3 separate regions of the Mus musculus genome follow, and all the other regions are linked to region 1. The links are chromatin contacts, called in public HiChIP or PLAC-seq maps. All regions are on one chromosome and are shown on one strand. Each heading gives the region's core, a stretch centred on a gene start, on an enhancer-like site or on the middle of the called end of the contact. The rest is flanking DNA. Distances are from core to core; before and after follow the strand shown.

Region 1 (4,576 bases), core at 646-3,145:
GTAAGCAAACATTCACACCCACAAAATAATGATGAAAATCACAGCTGTTATGAGGGTAACCAACTGAGTTTTAAAGTTGGATACAAGGCCCACTTTGTAGGTGGGAGCTCGTGTCCAACAGTGTGGGCCTGGTCAAAGACCCATGGCTAGGGGAGCCATTGGCTCTAGGGATGAGCCTTCTAGGTTTATTTTGCTAAGCTTATTTGTTAAGCTGCATCTTAATAGTTATGCTTGCTCTGTAGTCTAGCAATATCCTCAAGTTTGTTCAAAGAAGTTTATCTTTGCAGGGAGCATTTGCTAATACAAACTCGCGGTTGGTGACAAGGTTGAGAACCAATCACTATACATGCTCAGCATTACACAAACCCCCCTTATTGTCTCCTCCACAGCTTGGAGAACATTGTGGAGGAAGCAGGAGAAAGAACTTAAGATCTGAGGGACATAAGGTGCTGTCATGAGGGCATGACATGGCTGCCACGCTCATGAACTCACAATGGCTAGAGCTGTCTGCACAAGTCTGAGCCCCCAAAACATTCAGCCATAGATGGGAAAGAGTTTCATAGGATCCCCTCCGCCCAGGGGGTGAATGGTGGTGGATGACTGCGGTGGGGGGCGGGGGGGGGGAAATAATTTTCTTCAGTGATGTAGCCACTTCTGCGTTATCCACAATTCAATGGACTCTCCACACTCTAGCCCAAGCTAATGGCGGTCACTAGAGCTGGTGGATCACAAAACAGAAACAAGAGGGATGGGGCTTGGTGGAATAGGAGGAGGGTAAGAAAGAGTGAAGGAATGAGTGTGAACAGAATGCATTATACACACGTATCAAATTGTCAAAGAATAGATTAGTAAAAATAAATTAGATCTCAGAGTCTCTCTCTCTCTCTCCCTCTCTCTCTCTCTCTCTCACACACACACACACACTTCTAGGAGGTGAATACACTTCAGTTTAAATGATAGAAACCTGGCTTTGACTTTTCTTCCTATAACTTTGGCTCCCAACCTTCTTGATGCTGCGACACTTTAATGACTTTAACGGAGCCCCTCATGTTGTGGTGACCCACAACCATACAATTATTTTAGTTGCTATTTCATAACTGTAATTTTTCTACTGTTATTAATTGTGATGCAAGTATTTTTGGAGATAAGAGGTTTGCCAAAGTGGTTGAGAACCGCTGCTTTAACTCAATATTGACTCTTCCCTGTTAAGAGAGACATCATGATGTTTATCGAAGACTCTAATGGAGTTTGGGTTGGGGGAGAGAATCTCGGTGATAATAAATTTTCATACAAATCAATTACTTTAATGCTATGAAATATTTAGTAACTCACGTCTGTCTGCCTAAAGCGGGGACAGTTAAATTATGACGAATGTGACATGTAATTCCTTGGGGACACCACTGGGTGGAGCCATTTCCACAGCAAAGATACAACAAAGATAAAATGGAAAATCGTGTTCAAGGCACAAAAGTAGCTTACTAATAAATTCTCTATGCTTCCGGTCATCTGGCCCACAAGTCTCCAAGCCGGCAATGAATGAATGAATCAATGAATGAATGAATCAATGAATGAATGAATCAATGAGTGAGTGAGTGGCTGAAAGAGGAAGCAATACAATGTAGCCAAAAGTTTAGCCAGTGGATCCTGTCTGTGGCTTTGGCTGTTTTTTGTTTTGTTTTTTGGTTTTGTTTTGTTTTGTTTTTTACACAGGGGCTGTAACAGCAGTCTAGTGGGCTGGCTGCATGGAGGGACGCAGCCCTCTGGGCCAGCTGATGTGATGAGGGAGCCAAGCTACTCCTCAGCAGGAAAAGGTCTTACACTTACATCTCAGAGCATGTCTTGGGCTGCCTAATGGAGCTGCTTCTCTTTTGTTCTTCCTTTTGCAGCTGTTTTCAAGCCTTGCATTTTAGGTGCGTGGGTGTTTGGTCTGACACATGTCTGTGCAGCATGTGCAGTGCCCGTGGAAGCTTGCAGAAGATGTTGAATTTCCTAGAACTGGAGTTATAGACACTTCGGAGCCACCTTAACAGTGCTGGGAGTCGAACTCCGGTCCTCTGGAGGAGCAGCCAGTCCTCTTACCCTCCAGGTACCTCTCGTAGGTTTTTTTTTTTTTTTTTTTTTTTTGACATATCAAATTTGACAAGTCAAATTTGTCTCCTGATTGAAAAGTTTTCACAGAGACATCATGGAGTTGGCTGGCTTACCCCAGAGTTTTCCACATTAAAATCATTTAACACAGAAACTATCAAAGATGACCAAATGAAAGGTGTCATTTATAATCCCAAGAGAGGGGTTCCCTTTGCTTAGAAGGCATTCTTTTTGGCTCTGAGAAAGGGCAGCTGAGGTCAGCTCAGGCTGCTGTACAGCCTGCTCCAGAGGCCCACACAGCCCACAGACAGAGGCCCACCCGGCCCACGGACAGAAACCCACTACCTCTGCTCATCAACTGCCACAGTGCTCTCTTTCTGATTATTTTCTTGGCTAAAAAACAGCACCAAAAGAGAGGTAATTAAAAAAAATTGACTTCTGGCAATGGTTTCCTATGCCAAGGGAAGCGAGAGAGCCCAATTTTATTGCCCCATGAGTCAGTTTTGTCTGTTACTGTAAAAAGATTGTTATGAAACTCATCAAATATTACTTCAGAGGAGAGCCAGTGTTTGTGATCTGTTCAGAAAACAAATTAATCAAGACACTTCCGGACGGGTCCTGGCTTCACTGGCTGAAGTGGTATTTACGTAGCCACCTTCCAGAACCTTCTCCCACACTTCCTTGGAAGGAAAGTTCAGGAAAACAGACTGTCTGGGACTAGAGTCAGTGCTGAATGACATGAAGAAAGCAGCCTGCCTTTCTCCAAGTTCAGCTTAGCTCAAGAGGGGACTGAGCAGCCAGATGAAGGTGCAGGCTGGGCACAGAGAACCCTGGTAGTCTGCAGGCCACACATAGATGACAGGGTCCCCAGAAGGCAAAGGCTTAGTACACAGCCCTAAGAATCAATGAAGAACCACATTTGCCAGCAAGTCCCAGAGGCCTGAGGCCTAGGAGGGGAGATAAAACCACCCTGAGCAGGATCTCTATACACCAGACAAACCGGGCCACTGTGGGTGGGGCTGTGCAGGTCATGACCCTCACTAGGTCAGGGTGAAAGTATATGCCTGACTTCAAGGACAACAAATAAAGAGAACTTTTCTATCCTTAAGTCTATATGTATCTGTGCTAGGGAGACAGCCCAGCTTGTGAAGTGTTTTCCTTGCAAGGACCTGAGTTTGAATCCTAGAACCTACACACACACACACACACACACACACAAAAGGTATGAGTTTGTGTGGACTTAGGAGGTGAGGCAGGTAGATCCCTGGGGCTCACTGGCCAGAAAGACTAGCATATATTGTAAGCTTCAGGCCAGTGAGAGAACTGATTCAAAATACACACAAACAGCAAAGTGGTTGAATCCCGAAAAATGGTACTAGAGGTTGGATTCCACGTGCACACACCCTAGCATGTGTATCTGAACACACGTGGGCCCACATAAACAGGTAGCCACACACACAACTGGAAAAAACAAAAACAAACCACCAACAAAAAACCCAAACCCAAACACCAAGAAACAAATCAAGCACATGAACCTGGTGCTTGGTAAAGGGCGTGTTCCTGAAAGCACACGTCTTAGAAGTGCACTGTGACTTAGGAAAGGAGAGGGAACTGACCCCAACCCTGTTCTATGCCGAGGACAAAAAAATTCTGCCCATAGTTGGCCTGTGCCCTCCGGCTGCTCATTCCTGTGCCGGCTGCTCCTGAGCGTCTGGTAGCCTCTCCATTGGCCTTGTCTTCAACAACCGTCTACCATCAAGTGAGCTAGTTCCTAGAAACAACTCTGTGTGTTTGTGTTCTACTGGTTGTTTCTCTGAAGGGCACGTAGCACCAACACCATGAGTCTTGGGAGCATTCTTTAAGATGATTCTTTTTAGAATTTATTCATCTCATTTCATGTGTGAGTGCTTCGCCAGCATGGATGTCAGTCTTCTGTGACCTTGGCGAAGCTAGCCACCTTTCCTAGCCATCAGTTTCATGATGGCAATAGCTCTAAAATTTTTTTTTTTAAGTAATTTCATCATAATTATTAAGGCAAAAACAATGGACTTACTGTTAAGTAATAATGAGCCTTTAATCACGGCCCAGGTGGGAGAGATACTATAATAAGCTTTTTAAATATTTAATAAAGAGCTTGAAAAAGTTCTTTCATTTTGTTCTCTCTGCAGTTAAGTTGCATAAACTGAATTCTTGGAACTGACCACACTTATACAATTATCCAGCAACATCAGTGGGCGCACTGTCCACCTGCCTTTTTATTATCTGGCCTCGGAGCAAATAAAATTACCGAGGGCCCAGTTCCCTTCTTGCAAAGCACTGGTTTCTTTTAATTATATTTTTTTCCCCAAGTGCCAGAATGGATAGAGAGTAGCCACCTAAGCATCAAGTGTATGACCACAGGGAAGCTCAAGCAGATGCTTCTGACAATGCCTCATCTTTCCAAGTGGCCTAGGAGTGTCTGCGAGCATTCCTGTTGTAGCTCATGTTT
Region 2 (4,576 bases), core at 929-3,428, 450 kb after region 1:
TGTCATCTTTCAAGAAGGTTGAGTGTCCAAGTGTCCTTCTCTCCAGGCAAAACGACACGGGAGCAGGTCAGGGTTGCTCTGGGTAAAAGCCTGTGAGCCTAAGAGCTAATCCTGTACATGGCTCCTTTACCTACACACTGGGGATTTGACCTCTATCTCCACTCTCATTAATATGGGTGGCCTATTTGCTCTTATTAAAAGGAAAGGGGGAGATGTTGGGAGCCGCGCCCACATTCGCCGTTACAAGATGGCGCTGACAGCTGTGTTCTAAGTGGTAAACAAATAATCTGCGCATGTGCCGAGGGTGGTTCTCCACTCCATGTGCTCTGCCTTCCCTGTGACGTCAACTCGGCCGATGGGCTGCAGCCAATCAGGGAGTGACACGTCCTAGGCGAAGGATAATTCTCCTTAATAGGGACGGGGTTTCGTTTTCTCTCTCTCTTGCTTCTTACACTCTTGCTCCTGAAGATGTAAGCAATAAAGTTTTGCCGCAGAAGATTCTGGTCTGTGGTGTTCTTCCTGGCCGGGCGTGAGAACGCGTCTAATAACACTAAGGGAGTCTGAAAATATACGCAATATAGTATCTACCTACTACATAACACAAAATGGTATCATATATATATGTGTGTGTGTGTGTATATATATATATACACACACACAGATGAGCACACATATATAGTATATAGTGTCATATCCTATTGTTTCCTCTGCCTACAGCATATTGAATGCAGTATTTAATGTTGTAATAATAACTAGTAGTAGTAGTAGTAGTATAAATAGGGAAATGTTCACACATCTCATTTTTCTTTGTGGTTTTGGTTCTCCCAGTTTCTATAATATAAATAAATCCCACGCGAACTTAGAAAACAGGATGCTAACATTCTGCTTCTTGGGAACTGTAAACCACCCTGAACCCAGGAGCACAGGTGGGGGGATATGTCCTCCAGTTATGAGCTCTCGAGTGTGTCCTGTTCATCTGAGAAGCCCTCGGGCCCCCATAGCAGGAGACAGGTTAACACTGAGCCTGTTTCTTCCTAAACAGATACATACCCTGAAACTCAAGGGCGGTGCTCTTGAAGAGAACACTCCTAGGAGATCCCATTGCTACACACACGTGGTGCAAGATCAAGACGTAGACTAAAGGCGAGCTTGATCTGCATTTCCGTACCAGCCTAGCCTTGCTGGATGATCCGTGGCCACGCTAAGTATGGGATGGGATGGGAAAGCCCTCCAAAGGCAAGCTGGGTCACCTTGAAAAGCCACCTTCCACGGGGAGAGGCCTGTTCCTTCCTAGTTTTCGAAATAGAAGAAATGGTATCGTTTATAATGCTTATAAGGTCTGCAAGAGGAAGAAGGCAGCCACCCTGAGGTTTTTGCCTCTGTCTGTGAAGATGTATTTGTGAGCACTTGATGCTCTGCATCCTGGACTGGAGCAGCTACAGCAATGCTGGCCACTGCTTCCCATCTCTTCCTTTCCTTCCTATTCGCTTCACTGAGGGGTTCAGCCTTCCTCCCTAGCAGCTGAAATCCCAGCTGACAAGAATCCTCATGGCAGCTCTGTTCTCCCCTCACAACCTGCCTTCCCTGTTGGCTTCACAAAGCCTCCCCTCCCCACAGCCTCCCTCCCCACGGCCTCCCCTCCCCACAACCTTCTCTCCCCACAACCTTCCCTCCCCACAGCCTCCCCTCCCCACGGCCTCCCCTCCCCACGGCCTCCCCTCTACCCCCAGCCAGGCCAGAGAAACAAACGTATTTTTGTCAGTGAATCCACAAGACTTCACTTTGGGGTTAAAAGCACAGAAAATCCCAGTATCGTTTGTCATTGTTTCAATCCTAATGTTACCCTGCTCAAAGCACCACTGATTAAAACCAGGGCAGTTAATAAACCACAGGCTTTATTTCCCTCAAATGTCTATAACCACTTTCTTCAACCCCTATTAAAAGGCAAAACCCCAAGAAAAACACAGCTTTGGAGACCGAGGGCCCTTATTCCCCAGAGGGAGAAAAAGTGAACCAGAACAGAATTGTTCTTTCTCTCTCTCACCTTTCCCCCACTGAGCAGAGTCAAGCATTTTAATAACTAAAGAGAGAGATCAATAAAAAGCAGGGGAGAGCTATCCCTGGTCTGCAGGCCCCTCTGCCTGGCCTCCTTCACCTCGGCATTTGCCAGCAGTTCCAGCCTCTGACTCACATCCTCATTACGTCCTTCTCCGCCCGCCTTCCCCTTAAGGGACTGACTTTTCCTTGCATCTAAGCCAAAAGAATTTCTCTGGATTAAGAGGACTGATGAAAGCATTTTTTAATATTTGAGTTCAGGTTTGCAAGCTCCATAAAACGGACTTGTTCCCAACCGCCTGCTTGGTGCTCCGACTTCCCCCTCTGGATGGTTTTTCTTCTCCATTTGTTCTGCAGCAGGCAGCTAGGACCCTCTGCAGGTGGTGTCTCTGCCACCCTGGAAGCTCTGCCCACAGGATTGTCCACTCTCACAGCCTCCCTGCCTACCCCCACCCCCACCCCCTCGCCCAGTGCAGGATGTAACTAACATCTTTCGAAAAATCCTTCACCCAGTGGTGATGGGACTTAGAAGACATCTTTCATGTTGATGCCATCTGTCTCTCCAGTTAAAACTGGTTTGACGACATGCTGAGCATCTCAGAGGGGAGGCAGGGTCTCAAGCCGCAGGGGAAAGTTTTGACAATTGATTCCAGGAAAAACTGGAGCCCCCTCCCCCCTCCACCCACCCCTGCCCCGGGACTGAGAAGGAGGTGGAAGGGAGGGAGGTTGGTGTCTCTCCAGGGCTGGAAGATGGTCTTTCTTCTTTGTTCTTCTTACATTTGGCACGATGTTTCCCTTGCTCCCCAAATTCATGCAGACTTTACATGACATGAGCCCAGGAGCCTTGAAGTTAGTGGGGGCGAGCATGCCTTTCATGGACGACCCTTGCTTGCCAGGAATGACAGAACTTAGCTCGGTTAAAATGTCCTTGAGCAGCAACCCCTGGGCCAACCCTAGTACCATTCTGAGCTCAGGGCCTGAGAGAGATCTGACTGCCTGAGAAGTAACTGTGCACACAAGTGTTGCTCCCCATTGTCAGATCAAACATCCCTCTGGTCTCCAAGCTAAGTCTCCTTCTGAAAGAGTCAAGTCCTCTCCACTAAGGGCCTCCCTCCCACCTCCCCTCTTTCCCTCTGTGGCATTTTCGTCCTCTTTCTCATCCGATCACACCACCACCCATGGGTAATTATTTTCATATGGCATCCACAGACCAGATGTCACACTTGGTGACAGGGTGGGAGTGTGTATGTGTGCATGTGAGTACTCAGGTGACATTATAAATCCCACCTGAAGGCACACTGTCCTGAAGCGGTTGCTAACTCAGACCACTGAGCTACGCAGAAAAGCTAGCTGCCTTTGGATGAGGACATATTTATGTGGCTCCATTTTTTAAATTAGGTACACTCTAGCAATTTGAGTGCTTAGGGCAGGGGTGGCCAGTGTTTCCATTTTAAACATTCTCACAACAACAACAACAACAACAACCCCCCTCGCTGTGGCTGCTCCAGAGAACTAGAGTAGCACGTGCTCTGTCAGGAACGTCTTCCCAGTCAGTTGCTGTGATTAAGGACAGTTACAATGAGACAGTCTTATCGGGCGTCTCCATCACCTTAACTTTTGAGATAGGGTCTCCTCTTGAGCTTGGGCCTCATCCGTGTGGCTAACCTAGCTGTCCAGTGAGAGCCATCTGTCTTAGCCTCCCAGACTAGGGTTATAAATGCACACCCACCTCCAGCTGCTGAGATAGGTGCTGAAGATCAAAGCCTGGGTCCTCTTATTTCCATGGCAACTACTTTGTTGACTGAGCTCCTTCTAAGACACAGGTGCACAGGCTCCTCCATCTGTCTTCACTGTGAGTCCACCAGGCCATGATCATATTAATTATGATCATGTGTTAATTAATCCAGGGAACAATGAATCAAAAAGATGTGCTTATGGGAGAGAGATTTGTAGGGAAGAAAGGAAAATTACAGGGAGAGGGTAGCAGAATGTGAGAAGGAGAGTAATTAGAATACATCACATGTATGAAATAGTCCAAAGAACAAATCTAATTCATAAAAAAGTTGAACCTAATATTTGTCCCTTTACAGATAATAGTAACTCAATTCATTACTTGTAATAGCTATTCCTGGTTGTCAACTTGACTATATCTGGAATGAACTACAATCCAGAATTGGAGGGCTCACCTGTGATCCAGATCTTGAGCCTGGAAGACACAAGTTTCTGACCTGGATCTTGGCCTGGAGATCTTGAGGCATAGTGGCCATGAAAAGCTTAGGCCCAGGCAAGGTAGTATACACCTTTAATCCAGGAGACTGAGGCAAGGAGATCTCTTGAGTTCAAGGTCAGCCTGGGACAAACCAAGTCCCAAATCCAGGTGTGGTGGCACACATCTTTAATCTGGGCCACACCTTTTGCTGGAGACCTACATAAGGACATTGGAAGAAGGAAGATTTGCTCTTCTTTGCCTGCTTGCACTTACTTGCCAGCACATCTGTTGGAACCTACTTTTACAGAAGAC
Region 3 (4,576 bases), core at 769-3,268, 420 kb after region 1:
GGCTAAGCCAGGCTCTTCCCTAAGGGGAGGGGCTGCATCCCTATTCATCCTGTCTTCTTACCATCGCATGAGCTGCTGGGGCAGCATAGTCCCTTCATCCCCTCATCTCTTCCTTGTTGAGGGTGGATAAAGGCACCTGTCTCCCTCCTTGTAGGCCAGTAGGATAGCCAGATGTCTCAACTCTTCACTTTCCACAATGTCCCCTGTCAGCCAGCACACAAGTGCTGAATCTCTGGTCTCCCTCCTGCGGTGACTCCCAGCACTGGGGTCTCAGCCTTTCCCAAGAACAGGTAGGGAGTTTCCTGCCTCTGTTCAGGTGGTGAGAACACCAAGGCACTCACTGGGATGTAAGCACAAGGGGTCAGAAGTGTCACTTGGTGGGACTTTCTGAATGTAGGTACACTGACGTGTGTAATCACACATCCGCACAGGTGACATTCTCTCTCTCTCTCTCTCACACACACACACACACACACACACACACACGCACACGCGCACGCGCACGCGCACACGCACACGCACACACACTCACACTCATATACACATACACACAGAGACACACACACACTCATACACCTATACACTTATATGGAAAAATCCTCATAAGTACACAACTCATCCTCAGATGAACACACTTCACAGTCTCAACCTTAAGCATACAGACTTGCCTCTCACAGAGCCATAGGCACGCTCATTCACACACAGTCATCAATGCACACACATGGGAACATACACCTTTACACTCACTCACACATTGCCACGCATGCACGTGCACACACACACACAGCCATTGCCACACAGGCACATTGCCCACCTCCACATGGGCACACTCACTCACACAGAGCCATACACGCCCATACACACACAGGCACACGAACATTCATCCACCCACGGACATCAGCACACTCACATGCATTTGCACAAACTCACACGCCCTACACCACCCACAAAGGACATAGAACTCCTCGTGTACCGAACTCCATCTCTACCAATCGGTAAGAGATCCAAATCCTGCGTAGAACTTTCTTGAGATCACAGGGGGTGGGGGGTGTTTTTTAATGATGAGGGAACAGGCTTGGCACTGAGGCATCAGAAGCCAAGTCACAGAGCTGACGTGGCTTCATTGAATCCAGAGGCAGCCCTGGTATTGTGTGCTTTGGGGAGACATCCCACCATGAAGACAAGGCCACCCATGGAACGTTGTCCTCTTGCTAATCCTAGGCTTATTTACAGTGTGAGTCCTGGGAAACAAATGTCCCAGCCTTGCACATGACAGTATCCTCGTGGGTGAGCTCTTCCTGGTTTGGGAACTCTTGAGAGCACCTGGGAGAGGCTACACCCAACCATAGTGAGTGTGGCGCTCAGGTGGCCAAGCCCCAGTCAGGACACTGGGAAGGCGGCGGGGGTGGGGGTGGGGGCATCTCAGCCATCTCCCAGGCCACTATCCCACCCTGCTGCATGAGTGGGCTGCTGGAGACCCGAGCCCACTGGGGACTGTGTGGGTGGGGTAAGACAGTGCCCAGCTCTGTGTGCCAGCTCTTCTTACTAAAGAGCCACATGCGTTGTCATGTCAAATGAGGAAAATATTTTATTTTCCACAGAGCCTGGGGGCTTCTCATCCTGGCAGAGAGGATACACACACCAGAGCACTTGGGCTGCCTTGGAATTTGAGCAGACTAGCGAAGAATGGAGCCCTCAAGACCAGGCAAGCTGCTTCCATTCAGATGAGTCAGCAGTCCACTTTTTTTTTTTTTTAAATTGGGGCTCATCAGAGCTACAGTTTCCACTCTTATGAATATGAGAGACATTTTTTAAAAACATATTTCTTTGTCTGAAATAAAGGTGCTAAATCCTTCTCTGGATGGCCTTAAGTTATTAATCACTTGGTTCTCTAGCTAGTGAGGCCAGAGAAAGCACATTTCCCCGAACCTTGTCACCACACACAAACTTCCCTTCTGCCACATTGACTCCCCCTCCTTGAAAGATTCCTGAGCCCAGCTGCCTTCCTGAATTCCTTCTCCCTCCTCTCTCTTCCCTCGCACTTGTGGCACAGAGCCACACTTCCATGGGAGCCAGGCTCACCCATCCCAGAAAAGCATCAGACCAGAGTTAAACAAGATAACAAAAGGAAAGGGAGCCGAATTCCCTCACAGCTCTGGAGGCTGCCAGAAAGGTGTGGGAAGGTCCATGTTCCCATGCACACTCCAGGGAGGGTCTGTCTGTCTCCCTGGCTGTGGCAGCATTACCCTGGTCTCTGCCTATGTCTTCAACTCCCCTCTCATGTATGCCTCAATCATCTTTCTCTTATGAAGACAGCTGTCCCTGAATTGGAGCCCACCGGGGAATCTTTTTCAACCTCTTTAACTGATTGCAGCTGCAATGACCCCTTTTCCAATAAAGGGACAGGAGTCTACAGATCCAAAAGTCCAAGAGATTGGCCACAAGTCTTTCCTGAAGCCACCATTCACCAAATAACTGCCACAGCACACAGAAAAACAACCAGCAATAACATACATTGTAGACATAACATAACATGCCAGACTTGCTATGTAGGCCCCTCGAGTACATAGATTAAAATAACTTTCCCATTTGAGTTACATATTCCCTCTGTGCTTGGTACTCCAGGGTAGGTAATAGTGGCCTCTAAAGCATAGTCCCCTCTGCCCCACTCAAAACCAACTGTGATGTCACCCTTGCTCCACCAAGGTAGCCAGGTAGTCCTCTGAGTGAGCCACATTGCCACATTGCAGTGAGTAGCCTCTCATTCATGCCCCTGCCTGAGGAAGCTGTGCTCAGGCACAGTTACCACAGGTAGCCAGTGTGTAGAGGAGAGGGCATGGTAAAGGCAGCGGGTTTTGCCTGTCACCAGGGCAGCAATGGGACCAGGTACCATGTCGACACAGCCAGTTGCAAGACTCATTAATGACAATTTATCTGTCTGGCTTCTTTTATGTGTCTCGCTTAACAGTGGCATTAGTCCCAGAGTCTGGGATAGGAGGACAGTGTATAAAAACTGTTTTTGCCCAGCTCCATGCTGTAGTGGGCACTCACAGTGGCACAGAAGATCCTGGTATCCCCCTGCAAGGCTGCATGGGGAGTGGGCGAGTACTGAGGGCAGAGGTGTCCTAAGGCCTGTTAGCAACTACCTCTGTGCTGTCATTTTATAATAACAAGTCTGACCTTCTGAGAAAATACATGGGGGGGGGGGGGAATTAAAGCATTGCTCTAGTTGTCTTCATCATGTGTGTACTCTAGAGGGGAAGTTCCTCAGTGCTACATAGGCCAGGCTGCTGAGGCACGCAGGGTCTTATGGCCTGTGTGTGTGTGTGTGTGTGTGTGTGTGTGTGTATGTGCGCGTGCACACACACACACAAGCATACAAGCAGGAGCATACACACATATACATGCACAGACACACATACACACACATGTACACACACACACACACACATACCTTCTGGTGCTCATGATCAGCCAGTTGGTGGTAATATCTTTGCTTCTTCATTGACTTCCTGTTCTCCTCCCTTAGTAACCTAAGCTCCATCCATAGGCCTTATCCATGCTCCATAGATAGTTGTCTCCCATCTGAGTGGAACAGAGCTGAGGATGTAGCTGGAAACAATCTTGGACTTATGATCCTCCTATCTGTGACAGGCAAATGCCATGATGCTCAGTTATATGATGCTAAGGATCAAAGCTCAGATTCGGGCGTGCCAGGTAGGCAGCCTGCCCACTGAGCTATGTCCTTTGCCTCACATTCTGAATCTCCAGCTCTGGTGTCCCCTCTCCAAGTGATGAGACTTTAAGATACTGGGGTAACTCTAAAGCCTGCTTTTCTACAGTTGGGGTGTCCTTCCTCACCCCACCCCACCCCAACCACACTTGACTTTCAGTTTCCTGTGGCATGGAGAAAGACAGTAGGATGCTAACAGGCTAAAAGATGGCACAATGTATATGTCCACCCACAGCTCCAGGAGACCAACTAAAAATTAACTCTGGCACAGAAGGGGTTAAGGGTCCAGCGATGTGGAGTGATCCCTTTTCATGGCTTTTCTGACAGGCTGAAGCTGATCCAAACCTTGTTTAATGAGCACTTATTGTCTACAAATAAGCTCATAGGGCGTCCTCCTGTGTAATTAACCCAGAAAGGAAGCATTTGTTCTAACCTGATGGTGTAGCTCAAGAATTAATTGTGGGATTATTTAAAATTACAATCTTGTGATCCGTTCCCCGAAGAGGAAAGAGAGAAAAAAATTACTAAGGAGTCTAACTCTATGTGACTTTTTTTCTGGATTTTGTTCCCTTTTATTCTTGGGAAAACCTCAGTCAGACTGCACTGATAACGTGCAAACAGAAGGGGACTCTTCCGGGCATCTTGCTACATATTGCTACATAGTTTCACAGAAGGCCAGGCAACTGGTGATAATGGCTCAATTTAGCATATTTTTAACACCCCCTATTATTACGCATTCTCCGAGTTTCCAGGTGGAGGATCGTGCCCCACAGTTATTTAAGAGTCATTTCTGAAATCTGCTGTCAGAAGTGCCTGCAGACGACAGATGTTCTATCTCGAGAG

The links. HiChIP or PLAC-seq counts read pairs in DNA pulled down with a chosen protein or histone mark.
Region 2: a contact with region 1 is called in an H3K27ac HiChIP or PLAC-seq map of the NIH/3T3 cell line, with 9 times the contacts expected there. The contact joins two enhancer-like sites. A contact is called at or near these places in 1 of 15 datasets of contacts at CTCF or cohesin (the NIH/3T3 cell line), 7 of 484 Hi-C or Micro-C datasets (3T3-L1-derived adipocytes, the C2C12 cell line, cranial neural crest and 3 more), 3 of 115 datasets of contacts at active chromatin or transcription factors (the NIH/3T3 cell line, fibro-adipogenic progenitors and heart atrium) and 1 of 9 other capture datasets (embryonic stem cells).
Region 3: a contact with region 1 is called in a CTCF HiChIP or PLAC-seq map of the NIH/3T3 cell line, with 5 read pairs. The contact joins two enhancer-like sites. A contact is called at or near these places in 1 of 15 datasets of contacts at CTCF or cohesin (the NIH/3T3 cell line), 13 of 484 Hi-C or Micro-C datasets (the 3T3-L1 cell line, the MC3T3-E1 cell line, cerebral cortex and 8 more), 4 of 115 datasets of contacts at active chromatin or transcription factors (the NIH/3T3 cell line, astrocytes, craniofacial prominence and 1 more) and 1 of 9 other capture datasets (embryonic stem cells).

What each region holds. Positions count from the first base shown.
Region 1 is chr13:60,465,225-60,469,800 of GRCm38.p6, reverse strand. No RefSeq gene overlaps it. Among named protein-coding and RNA genes, the nearest start is that of Gm35333, 33 kb to the right of the region's middle. Within about 2 kb of position 1,895, at least 57 of the 459 cell types and tissues checked have an H3K27ac peak or open chromatin away from gene starts, as enhancers often do. A contact at or near this core is called in the C2C12 cell line, the NIH/3T3 cell line, embryonic fibroblasts and 3 more, where this site is marked.
Region 2 is chr13:60,017,598-60,022,173 of GRCm38.p6, reverse strand. No RefSeq gene overlaps it. Among named protein-coding and RNA genes, the nearest start is that of A530065N20Rik, 9.8 kb to the left of the region's middle. Within about 2 kb of position 2,178, at least 111 of the 459 cell types and tissues checked have an H3K27ac peak or open chromatin away from gene starts, as enhancers often do. A contact at or near this core is called in the C2C12 cell line, the NIH/3T3 cell line, heart atrium and 2 more, where this site is marked.
Region 3 is chr13:60,045,458-60,050,033 of GRCm38.p6, reverse strand. The region is part of intron 1 of A530065N20Rik (RIKEN cDNA A530046M15 gene); the gene reads right to left. Among named protein-coding and RNA genes, the nearest start is that of Gm35193, 2.7 kb to the right of the region's middle. Within about 2 kb of position 2,018, at least 65 of the 459 cell types and tissues checked have an H3K27ac peak or open chromatin away from gene starts, as enhancers often do. A contact at or near this core is called in the NIH/3T3 cell line, embryonic fibroblasts and muscle stem cells, where this site is marked.